Linked DNA regions of Macaca mulatta: region 2 is linked to region 1. Evidence: chromatin contacts called from public Hi-C data. All regions are on one chromosome and are shown on one strand. The core of a region is the stretch at or near the end of the contact, and the rest is flanking DNA. Distances in the headings are between cores, read along the strand shown.

Evidence for each region. A called contact is a pair of places that touch in the nucleus more often than the background predicts.
Region 2: a contact with region 1 is called in a Hi-C map of fetal cortex germinal zone, with 2.4 times the contacts expected there. The contact joins two enhancer-like sites. A contact is called at or near these places in 2 of 14 Hi-C or Micro-C datasets (fetal cortex germinal zone and fetal cortical plate).

What each region holds. Positions count from the first base shown.
Region 1 is chr11:16,700,591-16,708,555 of T2T-MMU8v2.0, forward strand. No RefSeq gene overlaps it. Among named protein-coding and RNA genes, the nearest start is that of ATF7IP, 110 kb to the right of the region's middle. Within about 2 kb of position 3,586, at least 34 of the 40 cell types and tissues checked have an H3K27ac peak or open chromatin away from gene starts, as enhancers often do. A contact at or near this core is called in fetal cortex germinal zone and fetal cortical plate, where this site is marked.
Region 2 is chr11:16,838,020-16,845,984 of T2T-MMU8v2.0, forward strand. The region is part of intron 1 of ATF7IP (activating transcription factor 7 interacting protein); the gene reads left to right. Among named protein-coding and RNA genes, the nearest start is that of ATF7IP, 28 kb to the left of the region's middle. Within about 2 kb of position 3,967, at least 22 of the 40 cell types and tissues checked have an H3K27ac peak or open chromatin away from gene starts, as enhancers often do. A contact at or near this core is called in fetal cortex germinal zone and fetal cortical plate, where this site is marked.

The DNA of each region.
Region 1 (7,965 bases), core at 2,336-4,835:
CAGGCATGATCCACTGGGCCTGGCCGCCAGGATACTTTCTTAAAGGAGGAATTGGTAAATTCTTTCCCTGTGGTGATAGGGACAGTTTTGATAAAGGTAGGAAGGGGAGAACCATGTGCATGACTCCAGACTCAGAAACCAAAACCCAAGTTGAATTCCATCTCAGAGTAAAATCAAGTACTACAGATGAGAAAACACAGATTCTTAAGAATTATAGGACCAGCGTGTCTTCTCTTAGGGGATAAAAGCTGTTTGACAGCGTCTGCAACAAGTGGTTCACAGACACGTCCATCATCTACTTCCTCAACAAGCAGGAACTGTTCGAGGAGAAGATCACACACAACCCCTGACCATCTGCTTCCCTGAGTACACAGGGGCCAACAAGTATGATGAGGCAGCCAGCTGCATCCAGAGTAAGTTTGAGGACCTGAATAAGCACAAAGACATCAAGGAGATCTACACACACTTCACATGTGCCACCGATACCAAGAACATAGTTGGTGTTTGATGTCATCACCGACGTGATCATCAAGAACAACCTGAAGGACTGTGGCCTCTTCCGAGGGGCAGTGAGACCTGACGGGATGGGCCACCACCAACTCTGTACCCCGCAACCCCTGAGGAAGATGGGGCAAGAAGACCATGCTCCCCGCCTGTTCTGCAGCCATTTTTCTCTTCTTTCCTTTGTTCTCAGCTCCCCCTGTCCCCTCAGCTCCAGACATAGGGGAGGGATTGCCACAGGCCTCCCTGTTTGAACCCTACCCTTGTCTGATGTGCTGGTAATGGCCATGGTACTCCCTTTCTGGGCATCTGTTCTGGTACCCCCCAGAAGTTGTGAAGATTCCATTCTACTTAGTAGCTCTCATTATGTAAAGAGAAATCTTGAAATAAATCAGTTGTTCCTGAAAGTTCACAAGAGTAAGAAAATAGACTGAGTCTTGCTGGCCGGGCCCAGTGGCTCACGCCTGTAATCCCAGCACTTTGGGAGGCCAAGGCGGGCGGATCACGAGGTCAGGAGATCAAGACCATCCTGGCTAACACGTTGAAATCCCGTCTCTACTAAAAATACAAAAAAACAATAGCCAGGCATGCTGGCGGGCGCCTGTAGTCCCAGCTGCTGGGGAGGCTGAGGCAGGAGGATGGCGCGAACCCGGGAGGCGGAGCTTGCAGTGAGCCGAGTTCGCGCCACTGCACTCCAGCCTGGGAGACACAGCAAGACTCCGTCTCAACAAAAAAAAAAAAAAAAGAAAGAAAGAAAGAAAAGAAAACAGACTGAGTCTTAAAAGAACTACATGGTATAAAAGAAGAATCCAGAAAGTAGTAGACTGGGACCAGAGAAATAATATTTGAATTTAACTCATCTGTTCAACAAATATTTGCTCCTTGCTAACATTTTGCCAGGTCCTGTGCTTGTTATACAGTTTTGACCACATAGACATGGCCTTAGGGGACTTGAAAAGCTAGTTGCCAGTGAAGGGGGAGAGTCAATATACAAGAAAACAAATATATATAATTGTAAGTTACAGTGGTACTACAACAGAAAAAAAGAGGTTGCCATGTAAGACGATAAGAAGATACAAGAATTTACTTTGGACCAAGCGTTCAGGAAGGCCTCTGAGGAAGGCAAATCTTGACCAGAGGGTAGGAGGAACTCAGGGGACAGTGAAAGGAGGAAGGAATATCGGCGGGGCAGGGGTGGGGAGATTTCAAGCACGTGGAGTGAAAAATGCTAAGATCCTAAACTAAAAGCAACTCTAAGAATCAGAGGGCCAGTTTGGATGGCTTGACCTCTACCCCTCTTGAATCCCCTTTGATACCAAACATTTTGGAAAATCCCATGTAGCATATACTGCATGCCTTCCCACAATCATTTATGACTCTTAAAGCTCACAAAAACAAATTCAACTGATGAATTCACATCTTTTTAACATACATTTTGAAGATTATCTTAGCCCAAACCTGCACCCACATCCTTCTGAGCGTACTGACTCACTAGACAAAGCCAACTCCTCCCCTCCTGCGTATAAAATTAGCTTTTCCAGATCTACTGTTGTAATTGGTTTTTTTCCAGGGCTTTATGCTCTACTGAAACTAAACACTTAAATGAGCAATTTCACTCTAGTTTTAAGCTCAGGGGAAATGACAACGGTTTTGTTTCTGTTTTGAGACTTTGGGGCAAATTTTAAATCGTTAATATATAATTAATCCTATGTAACATCATCGAAGCAAAACATGTGATTCCTTTTTCAGTACATTGCACACATAAAATGAACATGAAACCAGGTTTGGAGAGTGATTCTTAGTAACGTAGCCTTGCATTTGTGCTTCGACATAAAATTGAGACATTCTCAAGAGGCCTTGGGACATGGTGACATGTTGCGCAGTTTGGCCAGCAGAGGGAGACCAGAGAGTCGTGAAGCTCCCAACGAAGCCACACCCAGATTAGGGTTGCTTATTATCTGTCTCTTCTCTGAATTTTCAAAAAACACAAAAAGAAAATGAGACATTCTTGAAACAAAGCCCCTTTTTTTATTGAAGCAAAATCCGCATAACATAAAACTAGCCCTTTTAAAGGGTGCAATTAAGTGGCATTTACCTCATTCACAGTGTTACGGAACCGTCACCTCTATCTAGTTCCAAAACGTAAGAAATGCTTAAATTTTCTATAAAGAGAACTTGCAAAAGCCCAGGCCTGTTGTATCCTCCTTATTTCGTCACATTCCCAGTTTTGTGTCCACCGGCATTCTGTCAGGAATTGTCCCCATGCGTTCCCCCAACAGCCTTCGTCACTGTACAATTCATGGACTCGGATTCAGGGTTACAATTACAGGTTCGAAAACCAAAAACATCCCAATCCTTTAGTTCTTCCTCTAGGAATTGCACAGTTGCAATAGACAAGCCAGTATAGGTGACTTTTAAAAATTCTATACATACTATGTTTGTCACTTCTCAGCAAAGGAATGAATAAATTGTTTTAATTTAAATATGGTTACAAAACGGAAATGAACAATGTACTACACCAAAGCCCTTCAGTCTTTGATGGGAAATTTAAAGTTATTCCCATCCAGAGTGAAAATTAAAGTTATTTCTAGGTTGGGATGCGAGCCAAGATTTTAAGGGCACCATGTCAACTGGTTAGATAACAACTTTGAGGAAAGCAGAACTTAATGTAATAAAAGCAGAAGGTTTACAATCTAAATCCACTTTTTTATTAAAGAATTTAATCTGCTTTATGGGGTCTTGGCCCAGGGAAGGGTAAAAAAAAAGAAATGCCAAACTGGAGAGGCCGGGGGAGGGGAATGGCTGTAGATGACTCTGGGAAAACAGGAGGGAGGGAAACTGAAGCGCGAATGAGGCCGGATCCGCCCTAACAAAGAGGCAGAAACTGTGTCTCAACAGCCACCAAATCCAGTTCAGGGCGGTTTGAGCCAGTTTCTGAGCTGGATTGAGAACAACAGCCTCGGCAGAGACTTCACTAGGGTGAAACAGAAAATCCAGCATGGACTTCACAGAAAGACCTGGATTTGGCCTGGACTCGCTGGAGCCTAAAGCTGCTTCCTGTAGTGGCAAAGTGAGATAAAATATAAGGCCTGGAGCATGGACAGTGGCCTCTTCCAGAAAGAGAAATCACACAGCACTGTCTCTGTGCCATAATCCAGTCCGCATTTTCTGTCTTGCTGCTCCTAATTGCGGCTGGTAAGGGAAAAAGGGCCTCAGGGTATCAGTTTTCAGAGAAAGCTGGCTGCAATGTTGGGGGAGGGGAAGATTATGTGTCTCCCGTAGTTTAATGTGTGTGCCTGGTGGGGGGGAGGGGGGGAAATGTGCGAGAGGGTCTGAAGGAGAGGGAACAGCACTTCACACCCTGCAGTTCACACCACCTTTCCAACAGCTTTGCTGCATTATTGCACAACCTCAAAATACACTGAACATAGGCTTTGTGGGAGCGCCCCACATACAAGTGGCACTTGTACAAGTAATTATCAGACCTCCTTCAGCCCTATGCATGAAATGGCAGTAGCCATACCCAATACTGTCAACATTCTCTTTTCACCTGCGTCCAGAAATACATACAAGCCGTACATGCCTTTCTCAACTGAGAGACACAGCAGTATTAGGTAACAATGGAATGATAATCCTGTCCTCCGCTCCCTTCCCCCAAGTGCCAGAAGCTCCCAAGATCTGATCAGTCCCACCCTGAAATGGCTCCTCTAACACTGTCTAGTAGACTGAACTGTGGCCTGCAGCTGTGGAGGGTGTGCACTGCCTGCGGCCAAGCTTGGCTCAGAACCTTCCCGAACCAGTACAGCCCTTCCCCACCAAAAATTCCTAGGAGTTCTACACAAAGTCCAGGTCGGCCTGGTGGGACAATGTGTGTGTGTAAATTCCCTCTCCCCTAAGTGTCCAAAGATGTTTAGAATCTTCCAGAGGCACTAATTAAGTGCCTCCAGACCCAGGGCTTCTCTGACTGGAAGTCAGCCCTGGTGCGAGCTGGGGGGCAGGGCACGGAGCTTACAGCTCTCCCATGCACAGGCTCAATTACAAGCAGGGCTGTAGGTTTCAGAAATACTCCTAAGAGACTGGGGAAGGGAAAAGGAAGAAGGTCAGCTGAAAGATGTGAAAATGCTATTTTATTCCTTTACCATAGATACATAGATGGAAAATTGGAACACAATCCACTCTGCATTATTAATGTGCGAAAATCAAACACACGAAACATGTTGCTGACATTTTCTATTTAATGTTTATTACACAAGTAAGTAACTCATGAAGCTCTTCTACATCTATTTCACTCACTATTAAACCTGGACTGCTGGGGATTCTGCTAGGTCTTTCTTTTAGGATTTGTTTCTTTTTTGGTAGGGGACAATGAATTGCCCCACATGAAGATGCAGTAGGCTGGATAGGATAACAGTAATAACCGCCGGGTGCCGTGGCTCACGCCTGTAATCCCAGAATTTTGGGAGTTCAAGGCGGGCGGATTGCCTGAGGTCAAGAGTTTGAGACCAGTCTGGCCAACATGGTGAAACCCCGTCTCTACTAAAAAAAATACAAAAACTAGCTGGGCGTGATGGTGTTCGCCTGTAATGCCAGCTACTCGGGAGGTTGAGGCAGGGGAATTGCTTGAACCAGGGAGGCAGAGGTTGCAGTGAGCCGAGATTGCACCACAGCACTCCAGCCTGGGCGACAGAGTGAGACTCCATCTCAAAAAAATTAAAACAAAAATAAATTTAAAAAAAAAACAGTAATAACCATAATACTGAGAGCTCACTATAAACCAGGCAGTACCGAGTGTTTCATATCTTAAATTATAACACACACACCGTACATTTCCGAGTTAGGAATTAATGTCCCCATTTCAGAGATGAGGAAAATGAAGTTTGGAATGATTTGGTACTTTACCACGTTACACATCTCTAATGTGGCAGGCAAAGATTCTGGCTCCAAAATCCATACATCTAAGCTGATGCTATACCCGCCACCTCACTGGCAACGGGTTATAAACCCTTTTTCAGATCTTACTACGTGTCAGCCTACTTCCGGCTGGGGGAAGATGGTCATAGCGAGAGGGGAAGAATTGGTTCAGTGATGAGAACATGGTTGGTTCCTGCCTTCAACAAGCTTTCAATCTAATGACTGTTTTTTTCAAGGACAATTCAGAACAGTCTGACAGGGATTTTTTTTTTTTTTTTCCCTGCCTTTCGGCCTCAGAGGCCATCTGGGAAAAAGAGTTTAGAATTTCCCTGCCATTTCCGTGCTGTGCGGGGAGGAACATTTGAAATCGGGCCTGGCGGGGTACCAGCAGGCAACACAAGCAAGCGGGGTGGAGAGGGGCAGGGCGAGGCCCCGGGAGCCGTCACCATGGCAACCCAGCCTGCTTTCCAGAACAATGTCTGTAACCAGGAAAACAGCTCCAGAGAGCTCGCTCTTCATAATCCCCGTGGCCTGTCGGGCCAGGGAATGCACAAGGGGGATTCTTTCTCCGTAGAGAAATGGCTCTTTACAAGGCGGGAACAAAGGGGAAACATTTGTTGTATAGATCTCTCTTTGTTATCTGGCTGAAATAAAATCAACAAAGTGCAATTACTTAGTTCCTCTCCACTCTTCACAGGAAATGAACGCTGTATTGTTAGGCAAGGTTCCTTTTTCTGAATAATATTTGCTGTAATTTTTCTTTTATCCCCATTTTATAGATGAGAGATTAGTAAGCATGAATGAACTTGACCTCTGCAAAACTATAATTTGAAAACCAGGGCGTCTTTTAGAAGGCTTTGTGAAGGAGGCCCCGCCTTTGCCTTCTTTGTGATAAACCTACCAGATAATGTGAAGAGAGTTGGTGCCCACGTGCTCGGGGCCTTGGGAGCCACCAGCGCTGGCTGGACTCAGCCGCTGCACTCTGTTCCCTGCGCTCGCCCCTCCCCCGCACTCGCAAACGCAGCCAGGAGGAAGAGGCGAGGAGGAATGCAGGAGGCATTCCAGCCCCACCCCCGCAAGCCTCCTCCAGCGCGTTCTGAAACTACTGCTAAGTGGGCTGCAAGGAAGACAGTGAACCAGCTGGTGACTGTACTCCTCCAGGCTTTCACATGATCTACAGCCTGACTACACCCTGCGCATTGAAGGTTGTCCCTTGCTCCCTCTGAGCTAGGGTGTGACAGCCCTTAAAGATGAGGGTAGCATCGCGGTAGTCAGTCCACACCTGCAAGACCAGGAACAACAGCAGTTACTGTATGCCTAACAACCGACGATTTTCCATAAATGTCCACACTTACAAATAATGGCATTTTTAAATAGTTACGTAAACCAGAAAGGTTAAGAGTTCAGCTACCTCGTGGCAATAAAAGTTCTGCTCTCTGTGTCTGGGTGTGCCCGAGGAGGCCAATCCATGACAAAATCGGAAAAGCCAAAAGAACTAGACCTACACCTTTGCGTCAGTCCCTTTGTGCAGTGATGAAGGAGGGAGGACCCCTCATGACTGGGGAAGTCATGGGTGGCACACTTTCCAGTCTACGCTAGAGATTTTGTGGCTCTAAGGTCACTTGGTGATAGGAAATGCGGTCCCTGCCCATCTTCCACCCCTCCCTGCCCATCTTCCACCCCCAGGGACTAAGTTGAGAACCATGCCAGAGAAGCCTTGGAAGGAGTTAATTGGATGAACTATCGATATTAAATTAAGGCCTAAATATGTTGTCCATCCCACAGACATTTTTTTTTTTTTTTTTTTTTTTTTTTTTTTTGACGGAGTTTCGCTCAGTCACCAGGCTGGAGTGCAGTGGCACGATCTCGGCTCACTGCAACCTCTGCCTCCCGGGTTCAAGTGATTCTCCTGCCTCAGCCTCCCAAGTAGCCGGGACTACAGGCACCCGCCACCACGCCCGGCTGATTTTTTTTGTATTTTTAGTAGAGACGGGGTTTCACCATATTGGTCAGGCTGGTCTTGAACTCCGGACCTCGTGATCCACCCGCGTCGGTTTCCCAAAGTGCTGGGATTACAGGCGTGAGCCACCGCGCCCGGCCTCTTTTTTTTTTTTTTTTTTTAGACAGAGTCTTACTCTGTCACTGGGCTGGAGTGCAGGGGCGCTGATCTCGGTTTACTGCAACCTCTGTCTCCCAGGTTCAAGAGATTCTCCTGCCTCAGCCTCCGGAGTAGCCGGGATTACAGGCACCCGCCACTACACCCAGCTAATTTTTTGTATTTTTAGTAGGGACGGGGTTTCATCATGTTGGCCAGACTCGTCTTAAATTCCTGACCTCATGATTCGCCCACCTTGGCCTCCCAGAGCGCTGGGATTACAGGCGTGAGCCACCCCACCCGGCCAGAAAAACAGACTTCATTCCAGATGTATTAACAAACAGGTCAGCTACCAGTCAGAAATAAAAGAACTCAAACGCTAAGACAAAGCAAGGAGTCTGAAGTCCACTAGGTCAGTAGCTTCTCAGGACCTGAAACAGGTGGACTAGCCCAGCAGG
Region 2 (7,965 bases), core at 2,717-5,216, 140 kb after region 1:
AGATTTTTGCTCAAATTAGTTGAGCTAAGAAGTTTTATCACTTAAAATAATGAGTAAATGTCCTAATAGAACGTTTTCTTAACTGTACACTAGATTAGACAATGGCTGTTAGGCCATTACAAACTTTGTTTTTTTGAAAACTTACTACTGTTTACATTTATTAATTTAACATTTACAGTGGCTATGTGAAGACTACCTTGATGATGCATGAAGCATGATAATTTATAATCTTGATCTGACTTAAATTTGAATTCCACATTTCCCAGAGGAAAGCCAGCTTGTTAACATTCAAATAATACCACGACATTGGTAACTCTAAGGAAGAGCTAAAAGACTGTTACGCCTTTTTGGAAAATGTTTACTAGTTAGAGTTCAGCTTTAGAGAAAATTGAAAAAGTGATTAACTTGCATGGGAAACAGTGACTCCCCTGCTTTACTGTTCTTCACACTTTGAAAAAAGAAAGTGGTTTGGGAGAAAGCCTAATGTCTATTCAAATAAGTGATTGTTTTTTTAATTGCCCAGGTTAGAACTCTCACAAAGAGTTCTCTGTTGATGATTTGTAACCGTCTGTTATTATTCATTAATATGTGAATATGGAAATTGTGAAAACAGCACAAATTGATTTAGTAAATCTTCATCAGTTTAATGAAAGAGGGACCTTAACACTGGAGAGAGGTCTGAGGAGTTGCTTCTGCATCTGCCTGAGGGAATCTGTCTTTCCTTCTGAAGTAAGCCAGATACAGCTAGCCAACTGCCAGTAGAACTATCTGACCTAGTATATCCCTTTGTTGGATATAGAAGTACCTGTATCATGGCATACATAGTGGAAAACATTAGTATAGAAGTTAGGAAAAGATTATTTCTGCTCTGATACTGTTATTAAGTAATTATGTAGTTTTGGATGAATATTTAACCTCTTTGTGTTATCCCTGATCATTAATTGAGAGGGGTCGTTGGAAGAACACCAACTTTGAGTCAAACAGAGTCAGGGTGAATCCATGTTCTTCCTCTCATTAGTTATAGGTTATCTGAAAAATGGATATATAGTGTTCAAAGTACAGTACCTATTTATGATTATGTGTTCAATAAGTCTTAGGTATTTTGTTTGTTTTGAGACAGAGTTTCGCTTTTGTTGCCCAAGCTGGAGTGCAATGGTGCAATCTCAGCTCCCTGCAACCTCCGCCTCCCGGATTCAAGCAGTTCTCCTCCCTTAGCTTCCTAAGTAGCTGGAATTATAGGCGTGCGCCACCATGCCTGGCTAATTTTGTATTTTTAGTAGAGACAGGGTTTCACCATGTTGGCCAGGCTGGTCTCGAACTCCTCACCTCAAGTGATCCGCCTGCCTCGGCCTCCAAAAGTTCTGGGATTACAGGTGTGAGCCACCACGGCTGGCCAAGTCTTAGGTATTTTTATGGAATGAGGCAAGTTACTTATTTTCAGAACCTCAGTTTTTCTTGTTTTTAAAATGGGAATAATGTTTATCATAAAGAACTAATATTAGGGTTTAAATGAGGATAACAAATATAAAGCGACTAGTGAAGTGTAGCACAAATTAAGTATTGGTTGCGTTTGTTTCACAAGATTCCCTTTAGCACGGATCTTTGTTTTTTTCTTTTAAAAATCATTATTTCAGGAAGAATGGGGTTGGGAGAAATCTGGTCTACTGGGTAGTTTGGAAACTGATCTTTAGGGAGAGGGCATTTTTAGGGACCTGGCTGATTTACAGTAAAAATGTCAGAGAGCAGGGTGTTTAGAATCTCCAAGTGAAGACTTCGAAGAGTCTAAAGGGGACAAAATAAGAATTCTTACTTGTGCAAAGGCAGCATGGTAGAGTGAAAACTAAAACAGACTGTGAATTGATCAATTACTCAACAAATTTAACAGCTATTTATTATGCACCTATTATTTGCCAGGTACTGTTTGATGCTTAGCATATAAGATCCTTGCTCTCCCTCAGGGAGTTTACACTGTGGAGGGAGTGGGAAGACACAGACAATAAATTCAAGAGAAGGTTGCAGATACTTAGGGATTATGAATGCTGTGGGGTAGGGTAGAATAGGTATCTAAGAGCTAGATGAGCACTACTCAAAATGTGGCCTGTGATCAGTCTGAGAACTGTTTGCTTTTGGTCCTCTGTGAGATAACTGAAATTGAGAGTTTATAGAAATTTTTACATCAATCTGATAATGTAATTTTATGCGATTGAGTCAAAACAATTAAGACTCATATTTTATATGCCTATTTTAAATTTCATTTTTCAAGTAATTCATTGCCACCATATTTTACAACAGCATTGATCTATAGTGGGTTGAAAATAAAACACCAGTCTTTACTGTATTCATTTGAGCAGTGAGCTAGATCAACAGTTGCCATTGTTAGTAGTTTTAGTAAGCGTGTTGTGGAGATTTTCAGCTTCTTTTGATGAATTAATTCACTGTCAAGTAATTAGCTTATTTGGCTTAAAAATATTTACATCCATGTTATTTACACTGTATTTTATGTTGGACTGAATGATTTTAGGTCTTTTGATTTTCAAATACTTTTATTCATGGTTGGATGCATGATACAAGTAGGAAGAGAGCAAAATTAAAACTATAAGGTATGTAATAAGTGATTTCTTTTTAAAATTTTTAACTTCTAGATTCGGTTCTCAATACTTAGATTATTTCTAATATTTTTTTCTCAACTCATATTTTATGATCAGTATATGGTACTTAGAAAGCTCTTTTGATATAAGACCTTTCCTCCAACCAAGAGTTAATTGATATGGTGTACACTGCATGAAATTAAATCATGATGTTTGTTCCCATCACTTCATCTGCTGCTGGTGGGTCATAGATCCTGAGAAGAGAATATAGTTGTTTGAGGAAATTTATCGTTGATAACCTGGGTAATATTTTTGATTGTCTGTATAAGTTCTACCATTTGTATTGATAAATAATAACTTTATGAGTCCCCTCATTTATAGCCCCATTATCTTTTTTATGTAATAGGGGTAACTTAAGAATTATGTTGAAGATAGCTGAAAATAAGATTTAGAAATACGGGAAATATTTTGGATAACCCCTAGTTAGCATTTTAAGTACTTCTTTTCATTTTATTATTTCAGATGTGGGACTAAATTAGTTTCTGGATTGTTATTTTTAAATGAAATTTAATATATCTATAGCCTTAATGAAAATGGTAATGGAGTAGAATTAGATATTAATAGATCATAAATTAACTACAAACTAAATAAAAATTTTAAAAAAAGGCCTTACAGATAATGACTCAACTCTTGCCTTGTCATATCTGGCCAGTGAAAACAATACATGAATGATACAGGTTTGAAAAGAATGTGGCACAGACAGAATATTTTCTTGTGAAGACGTTCTTAATTTAATATGCCTAGGTTTTGGTACTGAGCATATGCTTTGGTAATATTAACTAGTGGTAAATGTGTTGAATTGTTTAACCATCATAATAGTGATACTTGAAGGTACACAATTCTTATTATTTGGTGAAATGTTAAACAATATACTTATAAGAGCAAATCTACTTAATGATGTTTACTATTTAATTGATTAGTTAAAATTTGAAAGGGAGTTGTAGAGTAGAATGAGGATAGCTTTTAGGTAATGTGAATTATAATTTGTAAAATTTTTAATGATTGTTAAACAGCAGCCATTGAATTTACGTGGTCTGTGCCATAAGTAAGCTAAGGCTTTTGAATATTTCTGAGAGTTAAAAATATTTTTCTTGTGGTGGGGGGTGGAATTTCAGTTATATAAGAATTATAAATTGGTTTTCTTTTATTACCTGGATTTGAATTATATTAGTAAGTAGATAACTAGATATATTCTAGAACCAGTCAGTACATGTTGGGGAACAAATGGGGAGGGTTTACTCAGCAGTACTCCCCTTTAGTTTGGTCATGAAATGAGGACTGCTTTATGTAAATTGTTCTTACTGGCGCCAGCTAGCTGTAACTGCAGTCTGGCTGTGCTGGGGCAGCAAATAAAATGTGTCATGGATTTTTCTGTTTGGAATGTATAAGAATTAAGCCTTTTGGACTGAAAGAACAGAGTTGATACATTAGAATAGCAGTAGTGAGACCACAATTGACAGTGAATATGTGAAATAGTGAGAAGCTATAAGCCTTTTAAGCTTTTAGTTCTTTTATAGATTTATGCCTATTGATACTATTGGGTAATATGTGGGAGGTACTTAACTGCACACAGTTGCTGCAGACCTAATAGTTGGCAGCATAGAAAGCAGTACAAAGAATTCTGATTCTAGGCATTTTCACTTGAAATAGTCATTTTGAAGATATACTCTGTGTGTTCTGTGAGCTTCATTGACATATTGTCTGACGTTTTTTGGCTTTTGTGGTAAATGGGATGTATGCTGCACAAACTACCCAACAGATGTGAACCACTGTTTGAAAGGAATTTTAATATGTAGCCAACCTACTATATTCTTTTTTATTTTTAATGAATATGAATCAAACAAGAAATTTAGACTCAAGAAGGCTTACCTAGAAGTCTGCATTAGCTTTTAATGTTTATACAAATGAACTAAGTAGCAGTGGTTTACAGAAGAGGAAGTCCTTTTCACAGTGTCAAGCTGCCCACAGGTAAGAGATTCAGGTCCTTTTTCTGTGACACCTACCCCCCAGGCTTTATATTTTTCTCTCACCATTGGTAAGTTTTAAAAAATGTGTTTGTTTTTAGTTCTAATGAAAACAGGATTGGTAGATCGTTTAATGTTAATATTCAGGAGATTTTGAATGCCACATTTGGATTTGGTATTTTTTAAAATGTAATTTTCATCTTCTCAAAATTCCTTCACATTTGAATTGAAATGAACTAACGGTGGACTTCATATGTGATTATTACTCATGCATACAATATGTTCATATTACATAGAAATCAGTTTTAGATCTCTTTTCATTATAGTCTGTTAGTATATTCTCAGTTGTAGTGACACCAACTGGTACATGCGGAGAGATGACATTTTGTAACCTCACTTAAGTATAAAGTTTAAGTTTAAATTTACCACTTTGAATTCACCTTTACAAATCAGAGTGCTTATGTTTTCAAATATGGCTCATTGACATACATTAGATAATGTATATTTATACATGTAACTTGGTCAATTTTTCTACTTCCACCCTTATTCTTTCCATTTCTCTATATTTAAGTTTATTATTTTAATAAAGTGAATTTTAGAAGTCTAAAATGAATGTATTAATTAGGAATTCCATTAAATTTAATATTTCTTAACCTGGGTTAAAGGAACACAGTCATTTGTTATTCTTTTTTTCTACACTTGAAATATTGTATACAAAAATACAAAATTCCATTGCAATAAAAATAATACCATTGCTGTAAAGATACGAAGGTATATGCTTATAAAGAAATGCCAATATGTGTGTTCATTCGTATCAGTATGGCCAGAGATACATTACTGATTGTAATAATTTTTGGAGGGTGGGTGTGAAGAGTTGAATAGCAGAGTCAAGTGAAGAGTGGTAGTGAGATAGCTTAGAGAAGTGTATCAAAGAAAGGAATTATGTTAGGCAGCTCTCTGCTCTTTCCCTCCCTCTTTAGAAGTCAAGCAGCAGGCTCTTTCTGTAACCATAAAGTGTTACTTTTAGATGGGACTTCCAGTTCTCTAATTTCTGAAAGTTTGGTCACTTATTGCTACATGGTTGTATACTTTAAAACTGGGGGCCAGCTGTAATAGAAGCCACACTCATGTTTCAGGGGCAGGAACTGTTCCTTACTTGTTGCCTTTTGACAGTGTTGCTTGGATTAAAAAAAAACAACATGTATTTTATTGATTATAGAAACAACATTTTTTGTGTGTGTTTCATCTCAGTAAACAATTTCACTATGATTGACAAAATGATAATAGTAGAAAGAAATCAATTTTGATTAATGTGTTTGAGGTTGGGTGAGGGAAAGGTCATGCTTCTTGGTGTAGAAGACATACACATCTGAAACAGTAGGAAAACGTTTTTCAAACTTCTCTTGTGCTATTATATTGGTTAGGGGAATGCTGCGCAGGGAAGATAGTTGAGATGGGTTGGTTTTTAAAATATAGACAGAGAAAAAGAGTTGATAGACAAAAACAGGAATTTATTGAATGCTGTTAGAGTTGGAGGTCATAGCAAAGAAAGATGAGGGATAGTAGGACAGAGGTGTATTTTGTATATAGACAACCAAAACAAAGATAAAAGTCATGAGTATGATTACAGGTGTGGTGGCTCGCGCCTGTAATCCCAGCACTTTAGGAGGCCAAGGCAGGCGAATCACCTGAGGTCAGGAGCTCGAGACCAGCCTGACTAACATGGTGAAACCCCATTTCTACTAAAAATACAAAGAATTAGCCAGACATGGTGGCGTGCACATGTCATCCCAGCTACTTGGGAGGCTGAGGCAGGAGAATTGCTTGAATCCGGGAGGCAGAGGTTACCGTGAGCCAAGATCGCACCATTGCACTCCAGCTTGGGCAACAAGACTGAAACTCCGTCTCTAAAAAAAAAAACCAAAAACAAACAAAAAAACAAAAAACCAAAAAAACAAAGTCATGAGGATAAAGGTATATATAGTCTTTGAGGCTATTGAAGTTGAGTGTGAATGATCCGAAATTTGTAGTATAAAAATCTTTGAGTTCCTAAAAAGTGTTTGTGTTCCTCTTAAAAAACAAAATGTATTTAGCAAGCAATGTAGAATCCTCAAAATCTTCAAAATGAAATTAACTAATGAAAAGTGTAAAATGAATGTATTAATTAGGAAATCAATTAAATTTAATATTTCTTAACCTGGGTTAAAGGAACATAGTCATTTGTTATTCTTTTTTTCTGTGCTTGAAATATTATATACAAAAATACACAATTCCATTGCAATAAAAATAATATATTACCATTACTGTAAAGATATGAGGGTGTATGCTTATAAAGAATTTTAAAATTTTGTATACAGTATTTCAGGTAGTTTCTAATATTGTTCTTTGCACTGAAACCTACTGTTTGATGTTCCTGACAGATAATTATGTAGTTTATACTTCACCATTTCTAATGATGGAAGGGGGGAGAGTCTCTAATTTCATAAGGCAGTTTCTTCTTTTGTTGGGCATCCAAACAAATTAACGTTTGTTGATTTTGAGATGAAGTTGCCTTTCATTACTTTTATTTTTGCCTGTCATAGTCCCCCACTTCCTGTCTGTCTGTAGCTCTCTTTCTCTTTTATGTCTTTTACATGACAAATAGATACTATTTAAAGAAAGCTCATTAAAATTTTCTTATGTTTTCTAGGCTAAATATCAATATCCTTCATTTTTTCCCAACATTTCCTCATACAACATACTGTTCCAGAGCATTCTTTAGCATGGTCATCTCACAGTTATTAGGTCCTTCTTTATCTGTGATGCTCAGAACCAAACATAATTAACTACTCTAAAAATGTTCCCCTTCTCCTTGGCTGTTTGTTCTACAGTTTAACTTTGCATTAGCATTTTTGGTAGCCACCTTGAGCTGTTGGATTTTCTGAGTTTGCATTAAGTTAAAACACCTCAGTCTTTCCCTAATAGGCATTGATAAACTTTAATATACTTTAATATTTGAAACAACTATGTTACCTTATTATGTTTTCTTAATAATTTCTAATGTTGTTCATTATATTTAGTATGCTTTGTCTCCATCTTCCTTGCAAGGTTTTTTTCTGTTTTAATAGTGTTTTTAAAGAACTGGCTTTTGGTTCCTTGATTGCTTGCTCTTTTGTTTTCTTTCATAATTTTTCTGCTTTTATTGTAATTCCATGCTTTGGGATTATACCTTTTTGCCTTTATTAATGTTTTTGAGTTTTTTGTTAATATATGCATTTAAGGCTATCAGTTTTAATCTGAATATCATTTTGGCTGATTTCCTTAGGTCGTATTCTGTTAGTACTTTGTTGGTATTTTATCACTGATTTCCTTCT